Regions from separate parts of the Mus musculus genome. Here region 2 is linked to region 1. A link is a contact called in public HiChIP or PLAC-seq data. All regions are on one chromosome and are shown on one strand. The core of a region is the stretch at or near the end of the contact, and the rest is flanking DNA. Distances in the headings are between cores, read along the strand shown. Region 1 holds the start of Wdr43 (WD repeat domain 43). Region 2 overlaps Lbh (limb-bud and heart).

Evidence for each region. HiChIP or PLAC-seq counts read pairs in DNA pulled down with a chosen protein or histone mark.
Region 2: a contact with region 1 is called in an H3K27ac HiChIP or PLAC-seq map of regulatory T cell precursor, with 6 times the contacts expected there. The contact joins the enhancer-like site here to the promoter of Wdr43 in region 1. A contact is called at or near these places in 5 of 39 promoter capture datasets (the 3T3-L1 cell line, frontonasal cranial neural crest, hippocampal neurons and 2 more) and 4 of 115 datasets of contacts at active chromatin or transcription factors (astrocytes, embryonic forebrain, large pre-B cells and 1 more).

What each region holds. Positions count from the first base shown.
Region 1 is chr17:71,613,563-71,620,292 of GRCm38.p6, reverse strand. It overlaps Wdr43 (WD repeat domain 43), which reads right to left and starts at 4,078. Exons shown (of 18, transcript NM_175639.1): 1 at 3,808-4,078. The coding sequence starts at 4,032.
Region 2 is chr17:72,936,498-72,943,227 of GRCm38.p6, reverse strand. Lbh (limb-bud and heart) reads right to left here. Exons shown (of 3, transcript NM_029999.4): 3 at 1,282-3,972. The coding sequence ends at 3,784. Among named protein-coding and RNA genes, the nearest start is that of Lbh, 22 kb to the right of the region's middle. Within about 2 kb of position 4,202, at least 91 of the 459 cell types and tissues checked have an H3K27ac peak or open chromatin away from gene starts, as enhancers often do. A contact at or near this core is called in astrocytes and regulatory T cell precursor, where this site is marked.

The DNA.
Region 1 (6,730 bases), core at 2,829-5,328:
TTACTCTGGCATATGTATTTCATAGATAAGAGTGAAAATACATACATCTCATCAAGTCACAAATATATCAAAACAAATGTTCTTCTACCAATAGAACCTGATCTGTAACCTTTACCTTCTGTCTTAGGGCTTCTATTCCTGCATAAACATCATGACCAAGAGACAAGTGGGGGAGGAAAGGGTTTATTCAGCTTACACTTCCACATTGCTGTTCATCACCAAAGGAAGTCAGGACTGGAACTCAAGCAGGTCAGGAAGCAGGAGCTGATGCAGAGGCCATGGAGGGATGGTCCTTACTGGCTTGCTTCCCCTGGCTTGATCAGCCTGCTCTCTTATAGAACCCAAGACTACCAGCCCAGAGAAGGTACCACCCACAAGAAACCCTACCCCCTTGATCACTAATTGAGAAAATGCCTTACAGCTGGATCTCATGGAGGCATTTCCTCACATGAAATTCTTTTCTCTCTGATAACTCCATCTTGTGTCAAGTTGACACACAAAACCAGCCAGGACACCTTCCTTTGAAATATTAAGTACTTGAGACCTCCAGACTGTCAGGAATACAGCTGAATTGTTGTACTGTATCTCCAGAGAGGGTACTGAGGAGAGCTTAAACTTTTCCTAGCAATTTCACCAGTGTCTCAGTTGTGCTCTAATGCATTCTAATACCTAAAATGCCCATCCTTCAGTTAGGTCCTAGGCTGTGTTTATTCATGTTTCCACAAAGCATGTGGAAGTGAACTATGGTCCCAACATCAGACAGGGTCAGACTTCCAGGTTTTATTACCAGAGGATGAAGAAAAACAAGTTTGAGAGAAAGATAGTGGGTAGCAACAGGATCAATTTCTAGGTGGCTTAAATGTGTGGCTCTAGCCTGCTACTAGCATAACAGGTTCAATACAAACATAAACCAGAGAAGCGCTAAATCGATCATGGCATAAACTTCAAGGTATTATGATCATTCTAGAAACAGGAAAAAGCCTTTTAAACATTTATGAAACACCACTACAACCTATTATTCAAGAAACACAGTATAACTTTACCTTTCTCTACTGGTAGAGTACCAAACATTGTCCTTGTAGCAAATTGCCCATTCCTAAACCAAGGGCAGGACACTCAATATGACTTCATTCCATTCAATACAGCACTGCATGAGCACAGGAGTCCAGACAGAACAATAACCACTATGGACCAAGTCTCACCATAACAATCATTTATGTGTTATTACCTCATTTAATCCTAAGAGCTCTGGAAGCAAGATGTCTACGCTGGGCAGTGGTGGCGCACGCCTTTAATCCCAGCACTTGGGAGGCAGAGGCAGGCGGAGTTTGAGGCCAACCTGGTCTACAAAGTGAGTTCCAGGACAGCCAGCTATACAGAAAACAAACAAACAAACAAACAAACAAACACAAAAAAAAAAAAACAAAACACATATGCCACCAGAGTAAGTACCATTTAAGTGGGAGCCACTGCTTCTAGAAATAGGTCTGAAGGTGAGACAAATAAGGATTTGGGGGAAAAAAAAAGATAGTATGTCTACTAAATCCCATACCAAACCATACCAATGTACTGGGAACGTGGGCTTTATAATAACATCCATTTTATGTGTCACACTTTAAACACTTAAAAATGTAAAACAGGTTTAGTATGATGATCATCTGAATACTTAAAATACCAGGGCACACAATCCAGTGAGCCCCAAAGCGGAGTTTGAGCGGCTGCCACAAACTCTAAGCCACACACTACCTGGACCTGTAAGCCCACCCCAGCACCAAGCAGACCAGTTAAGTCTACCGCTGAACTGGAAAAATGCTGCTTCCGTGAGTCACATGCTCAGGATGGGAACTGACAGCTCTGCAGCCATCCATGATGAAGTGCAAGGGTAGGAGTTCACCGTGTAAGGGGCTAGGCTGGGATCCTAGTGCTACCGCTTGTTAGTGACCAACCATGCCGTTTAGCTTCCTGAGCCCTGACTGCTTTTCTAGCTCTGATTTTGTGGTACTATTGATTCAATCCAGGGTCTTTCATATGCTAGGCAAGTTTTCTATCTTTGAGCTACATCCCAGCCTAAGTCTGTTTACTAATTCCCAGACATTTAGTAGTTGCATAGCAGAAATGGCAACATATAGATAAAAAGAAAGTGAAACTTACTGGCACTTGAAAGCAGGGCTTGCTGGGGACTGCACCGGCACTCTGGGGATGCTAACCACTGGGCACATCCAATCCAGCACACCACTTGGGAACCAGGACTCGGGTCATCTTGTCACATAAAGTTGCTTTAATTTGAGGAGCTTTGTTGAAAAGTTAAAGTTGGGCTCCTTTAAAAATGGTTGTATCCCTACTGTATCACAGTGGATGAAAATCTCCAAACCGCTATTTTTGAAATTTGGATTTTGTTCTGGGACATAGAAGATTGGAAATGAGTATCTAATACTATCTGTTGAGGACAACCAAGAACTTCAAAGACACGAGTTCCGAGTCTAGTTCCTGTTGGCCTTTATTGAAATTGCTTGCTTTGACATACCTTGTGGACTAAGGACAAAAATACAAGATACTAATACCACTAGTAATTAGCACTTCACTTAAGGCGCTATACACTATTCTAAGTGATTATCCTCATGTTATAAGTAGGGAACAAAAAACACAATTATTACAGAGGCTGGACTCCTACTTTTACAGCCTGGCTACAAGCACTTAGCTAACTGCTCTCTCTGTATTTCTGAGTGTTAGTAAGTACTCTCACCACTTTACAGGACTGTTAAGTTAAAAAGAAAACTGTATAAAGTTAAAAAAAAAAGTGCAGCAGCTCTAATGCTGACAATTACATAACTTTCACAAATCTGATTATGTTTGACTTATAGGGCCTCATATCTGCTCTTTGTCACCAAGAAAAGCTGGAATCCGGTAAGTAGCTAACCACTGTCACACAGAGTATAGCAACTTAGATAAAATAAATTTATGTGAAAGTTTACTCTTGGGATGGGAAGGAGTAAGCTATCCCAACAACTTTAACATCAGTGACAGCAAAACGTCACATATTTTAGGATACCTTTTACACCGGTTCCAGATTTTTGCCTGCCGACTGCCTAACCACGTGCGTGCCGAGATCTAACCGGGTGAGTCAACAGTGAGCAGCATTTACCTGACAGCGAAAAGGATTCCCTAACTAAGCAGTTTCCCAACTACGAGAGAAAAAAAAAAAATCACCAGGACCTACATCATATGCCCTACTCTATTTCACTGTACCTCCGCTGAGAAAGAAGGGAACTTAGAAATGGAAAAGAGTTTGTGGGACGACGAATCCCACAACCTAGAGGCAGAAGGGAACACGTGTTGAACACGCATCCGAGCCGAGGGAAGGGGCTCCCGGAAGGAACTTAACCTAGACGTGCGCATTCCAAGTGCCCAAAGCAAAACCAATACCGGGGTCCGGGATGCGGAAGCGCGAGACGGTCCTAAAGTGCGCACCGGGTAGCTCTGATGGGGACCCAGGCCTGGGAAGTCTGAGGCCGCCCCCCGGGGGAGCAGAGGCTTCGATGAACATGGCGGCCCAGAAGCAGCCGGGGTGCAGACCTCGTGGAGACCGCGGGATCGGGCCGCACCCTCCCGCAGCCCCCCTCGGGCCAGGCCGCACTTTGCAGCCGCGGCGCCGGCCCAAGCGCGCCGCCGGCCCGGCTCCGCGCCTCCTCTCTCCCGGGACGCCCCGGGCCACGCGCGCCAGGGGTGCCACGCGCCTCGCCGCCCGGCCCGGGATGCCGCAGCCCGGCAGGAGGTCCCCGTCCCCGTCGCCGTCCCCGCTCATCCTACCTTGGCCTGCAGCCGTGCTGGCGCCCAGGCCAGGCAGGTGCAGGTACCGCTGAGGTGCGCGGAAGGCACGTACTCCTGGTGCAGCCGGTTGTTGGCGGTCTCCCATACTCGCAGCTGACCGTCACTAGAGGCTAAAGCGAAGTAGGCTTGACTGTCCGGCGAGAAGGCGCAGGGGACCCCCGCCGGGGCCAAGGGGTCGTAGCTACCGCCGCCTCCGGCCGCCATTGCTGCTCTGGCTCCGCGGCAGCCACGTGTTCGCCCGGGCGCAGGCGCACCGGCGCGGGGTGGGGCCTGCAGGGAGGAAGTGGGGCGGAGGGAACGCTGAGAGCCCAAGAAGTGGCTGGTCGTGACGCAGGCCAGCGTTTAGCCGGGCCCACCCTGTGGACGGTGGCTCAGTGGGGTCCTTCTTAACTTGTCCTGCGAAGGAAGCGCGAGGGGAAGTGATTTGCATACTACCGAGCCAGATCCTTCTTTTAAAACTACGTCCTATGAAACAACTAGACGAAATGTTTAAAAGAAATATTTACTTACATCTCCGAGATTGTAACAGCTGTTTCCATGTTTCTTTAGTCTCTTCGAGGACGTGGCCATGTACGTACAATAATTATCCAATCATAGTTCTATCAAAGTTAGAGTTGGGGCTTGAAGAAACAAGATGCCTCTTTTATCTGTGTTAACACACAGAGATACTATTGGACAAGAGAGGAGGTCAAGTTGGGTGTAAATAAAGAATCCGGGCGGTGGTGCCTCACGCCTTTAATCCCAGCACTTGGGAGGCAGAGGCAGGCGGATTTTTGAGTTCGAGGCCAGCCTGGTCTACAGAGTGAGTTCCAGGACAGCCAGGGCTATACAGAGAAACCCTGTCTCAAAAAACAAAAAACAACACACACACACACACACACACACACACAAAAGAAAAAAAAAAAAAAAGAAAAGAGAAACCAAACATATATTCCCATCTGGATGTGTGCCTTTTAATCCCAGCACTCTATCTGAGGCAGACGCAGGCACGGTCTAGAAACTGAATTCTATAACATCGAGGACTATAGGGAAACTGTCTCCAAAAGATAAATGATAGATAGATAGAAGAAATTTTTTCCTTATTTTATTGGTTCTTTTTTTTTAATTATTGGTTATTTTGTTTATTTAAATTTCAAATGTTACCCCCCCCCCGGGTTTCCTCTCCTAGAACCCCCATCCTACCCACCTCCCCCAGGCTGCTTCCTCACCCACATGCACACTCCCGCCCCACCACTCTAGCATTCCCCTACGCCGGGGCATCATGTCTTCACAGGACCAAGGGCCTCCACTCCCTTTGACGACAAACAAGGCCATCCTCTGCTACATATGCAGCTGGAGCCATGGGTCCCTCCTGTGTACTCTTTGGTTGATGGTTTAGTCTCTGGGAGCTCTGATGGTACTGGTTGGTTGATGTTGTTCTTCCAATGGGGCTGCAAGAGCCTCTCAGGAGACATCCATATCAGGCTCCTATCAGCAAGCACTTCCTGGCATCAGCAATAGTATTTAGGTTTGGTGGCTGTATATGGGATGGATCTCCAGGTGGGGCAGTCTCTGGAAGGCCTTTCCTTTAGTCTCTGCTCCACTCTTTGTCCATGTATTTCCTTTAAACAGGAGCAATTCTGGGTTAAAATTTTGAGAAGGGTTAATGGCCCCATCTCTCAACCAGGGACCGTGCCTAACCTCTGGATACAGGTTCTCTCTCCCCTTTGTTGGGTAATTCAGCTAAAGTCATCCCCCTTGGGTCCTGTAAACCTCTTGCTTTCCTAGCGTCTGGGACTTTCTGTTAGCTACCCATCCCCGTTGCTACATGCCTATGTTCAATTTCCTTACCCTCTATAGATCTCCCCTGCTCCTCCCACACCTGTTCCTGCACCCCCCCTCTTTTCCTCTTCCCCTCCTACATTCCTCCCAAGTCTCACTCACCCTCTACCTCCCATGATTATTTTGTTCCCCCTTCTAAGTAGGACTGAAGCATCCACACTTTGGTCTTCGTTCTTCTTGACCTTCATATGGTCTGTAAGTCATATCATGGGTATTCTGGGCTTTTTTCCTAATATCCACTTATCAATGAGTATATACCATGTGTGTTCTTTTGTGACTGTGTTACCTCACTCAGGGTGATATTTTCTAGTTCCAATCATTTGCCTGTGAATTTCATGAAGTCATTGTTTTTTAATGGCTGAGTAGTACTCCATTGTGTAAATGTACCATATTTTCTGTATCTTTTCCTCTCTTGAGGAACAACTGGGTTGTTTCCAGTTTCTTCTGGCTATAATAAATAAGGCTGCTATGAACATAGTGGAGCATATGTCCTTGTTATACGTTGGAGCATTTTTTGGGTATATGCCCAGGAGTGGTATAGCTGGGTCCTCAGGTAGTACTATTATTGAAAGACTCCGAGAGGAGCCCCTCGCTCAGGCCTCGGGACAATAGCGGACACATAAGAACTCACAAGAGAACAAACTTGATGCAAACCACATTAGGCTTTATTTGGGGAAAGCCAGAGCTCTGGGGACGACTCATATCCCACACAGGGGTAGAGGAGTCACCTCCACGGGAAAGAGGTCCCAGTTTTTATAGGCCCTCAGGGGAGAAAGGAAAAGGGAGAGTAGGAGATTTCCAGATCTAAACAATGTCTATCAATGGGTATGGGAGGGGTACAAGGAAAGAGTCTGGTGCAGGTGTAACAACTCCGGATTGGCCTGGCTGTGGTTGCTGGGGGAGATTTTTCCGACTCTTCCCCAGCAGCCAATATCACAAACACCTGGCAATGGGCTTCATCAGTGGGCACACACATGGGTTCAAAGAACAGTCAAAACATTGGCAGACACACGGGTTCAAGGAGTGGCCAGAGCATTGTGCACCTCTATTTTTCTAAATCAGTGAAGCTAGTTCTGCTAGC
Region 2 (6,730 bases), core at 2,953-5,452, 1.3 Mb before region 1:
AGTCAGAGTATGTCAGGATGTGAATCTTCCACTTGGGATGAAATGCAAGCTTCCCCATCCCTGAGCACTCCTTGTCACATTATTTCTTTCCATCTATCCTGGTCCAGTTCGTTCCAAGCCCCTCTGTGCAGCTTTCCCACACACACTAAGTCTTTCCTCTCTCCTCTACTCCTATGCAGACCAATTCCTCGTCATGTATCCTGAGCCCTCCCTAACATTCCCACTGACCTGATAATTGCTCTCAGAGCACCCAGCCCTTCCTGACCTTGAACTTGAGCTTATCATTTGACACTAACCTGGTGACATACTATGAGCCTGGGTCACCGAGGGACTGTGTACTTCCCCTACTGACAAGCGGTGGGCACTCATGGATAGTTGGGGCCACGTTCCATTTCTCTGTACTCATATCTAGGTCCAGCTACCCCCTCCCCCATCCCAGCCTTTATGAGCAATCTTACGACGCATCCTAAGCGTCTCTTCCTTTCAAGACTTTTGGCTTCCTGTTTAAAAAAAAATCTTCCCGAGTGACTCTATAAACATATGGATGCCTAGTCCACTTCAAATCCTTGAAATCCAAGTTTCTTGAGGCAAGGGCCTAGCATTTGCTCGTGGAATCCTCCAGAGAGTTCTGATATACATCAGGAATGGAGAACCATGAACACTGAAGAAAGCCTGTTACCATTCAACCCCGTGTCGGATGGACAACTCTGTGTTAGATGGACTCTCCTAGACTATGAAAGCCAAGTTGTGGAATGGTGTCTGCTGAGTGTAACGGTCACCCCCAAGGTCAGGTTTGCTGATGTTCCTCACAGAGGAAGAGACTGGAGCAGGGCCATTATACCCTGACCTGGGATTCCAGCCACCGTCCCTCCAGGTTTCTGTATTTCTAGCCCAGCTGTGTGTGGACTCTGAAGGTGTTAGAGTACACACAGGGTGGAAAGCTGAATGAAGAGAACACTGAGTTTATTCAACTATGGGGATGTTGTCATTCATGACTGAGTGAGACTTTTTGGTGATATGTCTACTACTTTAGTTAGGCTCACCATGTTTCTACTTAAAAAGAAAAAAACAATAGATTCATTCACCATGTTGGACTCGGATGAACAGGCTTTTCTGTTCTTCATGTTTCCCTATGAACAGTTAGTGTTAGAGGCCAGCAATAGTGATGCATGAGAGACCTCTGCAGCCTGAGTGCTTGTTCTTGTGAGCTGAATCCATCCCATCCATCCAATACAATGGGGGGTCGGGGGGGGGGGGCGGGGAAGGAACCCAAACCAAAATGGAAAGCATTTTCAAACTTTATTTACAACTGTCACAGTGACAAAAAGTAGTTTGGAAAAAAAAATGCTAGTTTCTCCCTGAGCCTCAATACAGAACAGACAGAAGTCACAGGAGGTTCATCTCACAACAGGCATGTCACTGAAATACTAGGATTTTTTTTTCAATACGATCAGTTAGAAATACACACAAATTACTTAAAGAAAGAGGAGGAGGAAGACAAGGAAGAAGAGAAGGAAGAGGAAGAGGAGGAGGAGGAGGAGGAGGAGGAGGAGGAGGAGGAGGAGGAGGAGGAGGAAAAGAGGAGGCCAGACAGGAGCTCAGCCACTTGTCCAAGAGCAGCTGGGTCCCCCCAACAGGCTCAACCGCTGAGGGGCCTGTAGCGGTCAGCCCCTGACCTGCTCAGACAGCACATGGTTGTTCAACACAGTCTAGTGACCAGCAAAAGGAAGAAGCCACCCCAGAGACACACATATACACAAAGCTGATTTGATACTGGATTTACAAGCACATCCCATCACACGGCAAGACCAAGACAGATAACTGGGGTAGGGATGAGAAGACACCACAACACGGGAATTTAAAAGGCCAGACACCTGTCCATAAAGGGAGGCGAGGGATGAGAAACGCTGCGGGGGAACAGGAGTGGGATGAACAGATCTCTGTAGCCAAAACAGAGCAGAGTGGAAGCAAGAGAGAGAGAAGCTCTCTGGTTGCAGGGTTGGCTGCAGCCCTCTCCCACTTCTGCAAGGAGCCGGAAAAAAGTTATTGCCATCGGTGTGTATCACAGGCAGACGACAGAGGGAAGAGACGGGGGAGGGGGTGACCATCGGCATCCCAGAACCAAACCTTGCTGAATGCCGTGTCAACAGCACACCCCCCACGCTCTTGCCCCAACGTGGCCCAGAGCCACACTGACTTTGAGGTATTAAATAGAACCAGACAAACGAGTCCAAAGACGGGGGTCAACCTGGACTGACAAGAGACGTGAGGGGACATTTGTGAGTGCCTTGGTTGGCTAAGTGAAGCCTAAGGAAGGCTTTAAGTCCACCTCTTGACCAAACAGCCCTGCTCTAAAAATTCTGTCCTCTAACCCGCTATTCCAGAAGGTTCTGAGCTATGATCAGAGCTAAATCCAAATGTTAATTTCCCCATGCAACTGCTGCCCTTTCCAGAGACAGGTAAAGTGGGGAAGGAATAAAGGCTGCTATTCTACAAGGATACTCCAGCACACCCTGTATCTTCTCCCAACCTGTGCTCAGGAGCAACAAGAGGAGAAGCCGTGATCTCACAACAGCTACTGTCTCAAACTGGATGCCACAGCTGCTCCACTGGAGGGCTGATTCCCACATGGGAATCAATGCGGCACCACCCAGGCCCCTGCATGGAAGCCCGCTAGCCAGCTTCCCAACCAAGAAGCACACTCTGCTTTTAGCGCCCATGGAAGCCGGGCTGGGAAACCCATTGGAGTGGCCCTGCTGCAGGTCAGATGAACAGTGACAGGCCACAGCATAGCTGGGGACCGTCCACCTGACTGCTGTGGCCAAAGGAGAAAGGAAGGGCAGGCCTGAGAAAGCCGACACTTCTACCCTCCTGCTCCATAGAGATTACATAAGAATTCTTGGGAGATCCACCGTGGGAGGAGGCACTCCCTATTCAGGCTGCAGCCTTGGAGTGCCTCACAAGGGCAGGAAGTGCTCTGGCTGTTCCCCTTATATACTGGGAGGCAGAAGGGGGTAAATAGGGAGAAAAACTCAAAAGTACTATGTCTTAAAGCCTCCCAGGTCCCTGGGGACTCTGACAGCCTGAAGCATCTGGGGAATGGTGGTGGAGTCTTCCTTTCCTCTGTATCCCTCCATCTGGCTTCCTAGGCAGTTTACCTGGCCCGACTTCTCTGTGGGTGACCAAACACACTTGAAATGAAAACAAAGGCTGGTGGCTGTGAGCAACAGAGCAGGAGATAAGGACTTGGTTGTCAGATGCCCCAGTAGCCAGGACAAATGCTGGAAAGAGCAGCACTTCCTGGCTGTAGTTCTCTTTAAAAGTGTAGAGTTTGTTTTGTTTTGTTTTGTTGTTGTTGTTGTTCTTCTTCTAATCCAAAATCTTTCTTGCTCATTTGCTCACCCCCTCAGCCCGAACTGCACCCCCCCCCACACACACACATGTGCACGCACTGCCTCTGGCACTAGAGTTCAGATAGGGATCTTCGAAGCAGCACCCCTTCCCCCCACCCCCCCCTCCACCCCTGTTCTCAGCAACTTCCTTTCTCAGCCTTGCAAGTTGTCAGAGGGCTCCATTGCTCAACGAATTTAAAAACAAACCAAAAAAAAAAAAAAAAAAAAAAAAGAAGAAGAAAAGAAAACCGACTCGGTGATTTTCAGGTGCAAAACGGAAGCCTCGTTTGACATTTTCACAATGACTGTGGCTCATTCTCTTCTTCCATCACCATGGGAAAAACAGTTCAGGTGTGCTGGCTGGCATGACCCAGGCGAGCCTGCGTGGACTCTACTGGTCCTTCTTTTCATTTGTTGTCTCTTCACAGTTGTCTTGCTCATCCTCCTGGACCAGGAATTCCTCAGGAGGCCACCGGAGCTCCCCGCTTTCCACCTCCCCTTCAGTGGGTTCCACCACTATGGAGGGCAGGCGGTCCTTCAGCTTGCAGCAACGGTCAAAGTCTGATGGGTCCGGAAAGATCTGAAAATTTAAAGAACAACGCAGACATCTGGTCATATATACATCTGAAAGAGAAACGTGTTTCTTTCTTTACACACACACACACACACAGAGAGAGAGAGAGAGAGAGAAAGAGAGAGAGAGAGAGAGAGAACACTGGCTGTCTTCCAAGGATTATGTTCTGCCTTCTAAACACTGTGGGTGTAAGACAGAATCCAGGGGAATACGTTCTAGAGAAAACTATCTCTAAGCCAGATTTTTTTTCCCAATCCTAAAGCTAAAATTTTGTGGACCATACCACTGAACAAGAGGGTGGGTGTAACTCTGTTTCTAGTGCTTTACTTCTAGATAAAAGAATAAAAAAAGATCACGTTTCTCACGGTATGCCGGGCTTTGCTTTGGAATAAGCAAGCAGTTAATGCCTGCAATCCACACCATACAGCAGGCGCTAAAACATTACATTTCTGCCAGAATAATTATTGGTGCCCAGAAGAAATAAACAACCAAATCGTTCATCGTTTTAAACTAACACAGTCAAAAATCAAGTGTTGTTCGGGTTATGTTAAAAGTCCCAGGCTTGGGCAAACTAGTCATCTAGGCCCTTCTAGCCTGGACGGAACTAAGGCTCAACCTCAGGTGTGCTTGCTCCCATGCTCCTGTGTCACCTGCCTTTTGGATCTCATCGCAACTGCCAAGTCTAAGCCAGATCCAGATCCAGTCAAGGCCTCCAGTCACAAGCTGCCTGGGAAAAGCATCCACAGTGCCTTCCCTTTTCACCTGTGAGCGAGTCCTGGCTTCTTGCCATCAGTACACCTGGAAGACTCCAATCTCCTCCCAGAGTCCCGTGGAAGAGGCCCCAGTCCACTTATGTGGGTCCTTCCCAGTGCTGACCGAAACACTGAGCCAGGCTATAAAACTAGGGGCCAAGTCTGGCTTTGCTTTGCACATACTGCCCTGTGACTACAGCTGACCCAATTCTTTGCCCAGTAGCTAAGCACTTAATCCACCGAGCTGCTGGTCCCTTGCCATTCATAGCCCTCAGTGACACGCCCAAGAGGAGAGAGGAGCTCTGGTCTGGGAAATCTGGGGCTCACCAGATCACTGACACTTGGCACCTTCAAGGCCATCTCCTCCCACCTCTCTGTCTGACAGACAGGAAACCCAGGCCCCAGAGGGGGAAAGGGGACTTCACTGAAGGTCACACAGTCTGTTCAAATTCAAGTGGATGGAAACAGGCGTTGGGAGAAATCCTGGAAACTTGCCTGTTTTGCTGTACTCGGAGGGCAGAAGAAATGCTTATCCCACCGAACATCTGAGGTCTCCCAGGGTGTCTGATCTCCTAGATGCACTCGGAAGCCCGCGTGGGGCTTCTGAGAATCACGGGCCTCACAAATCGTCCCAATCCCTACAGACCAGTGATTATTAACCATTTATCCAATAAAGGCCTATTGCTTGGGATTAAGCCTTAAGCCAGCTGCAGGAGTACGCATCATTAAAGACTTAAAAGGGCTCATAAAATGTATCGTAATAGCTGCCAGAAGGAAAACAAACCAGGGAGGGGCTGGACCCAGGCGGGTCAGAGAGGTCTGGAGAAACTGGCCACCATGTCCTGTCACACTACCCGCTCTGATGTTTGCCCTTGTTGACTTGGTGGCGGGTTCACACTAATGAGTGTGAGCGGAAAGTGGATCAGCTAGGTTGGGGGGGGGGTCGTTTACTTGCTTTTATGGAGCTGAGCCCCTTCCTGAAGGTGAGGACATAAGGCATCTTCCAAGCATGAGCTCTGAGGTGTGATGCAGGGGCTCCCCGATGATGAAAGCACTCTTTAGTTTACAAAGCTCTATCAGATAGGACTTCACCGAGACAGCACTACCACCCCGGGGTTAGCAAGCATCCGGGACCCTGAAGGTCAAAAGGCAGAGCTAGCATTCAGATCTCATTCTGAACTAGGTAGGATAGACCCAGGATACACATGACCTCTCAAGCCACAGACTATCACAAAGGACTCGGGCAACCCAGGCCGGCAGAAGCAGAGCAACTGATTTTACTATGAGTTAGCAAAGCGATGCTTGTGTTGTATGGAAGACAGTGCTGATGAGCCCAGCCATAGCAGAGCAGAGCCTCTGTCTCCATGATAACAGTATAAAGTAGATAGCTGTACATTCCTAAGGGGGGGGGGGAAGAAGAAGAAGAAGGAGGAGGAGGAGGAGGAGGAGGAGGAGGAGGAGGAGGAGGAGGAAGAGGCTACATTCCTAGAAATCAGCTGCTCCTGGACCCAGATGTCTAAAGGACCCGGATGTCCATTCCTTTGAGGACATAGGGCTAAGGCACTGGCTCTGGATTCGTATTATTCCCTTGACATCCACTGCATGACCCCTGTCAAGGCCTCTCAAGCTCCCCCACCCCCCCACCCCCCCACCCCCGCTCAGTTTCTCCTCCAGAGAAATGAAATGGCCTTCTTATCACACAAGATGGCGTCCAAGTTCTTGGCCAACACAGAAGTAATACAATGCTTGAGGGCAGAAACAAAATTCAAACAACAATGTCTTCTTTGCAATGGCCCCCTCAGATGCAGCGTTAGTTTCCATGCTCCAAGCGTGAAGCCATCCTTCTAACACAGTCATGAAAACAATATCCACCAATGGCTTTCATACCAAAAGCTCCACAGCCAAGTCTTTTAAGTCCTCCGTAGGGGGTGGGGGTGGGGGAGCAATCTGAGCATTGAGAGTCTGATACTGTGGTACTTGCCAAAGACCTTTGCACTGTGACCTACTCAAAG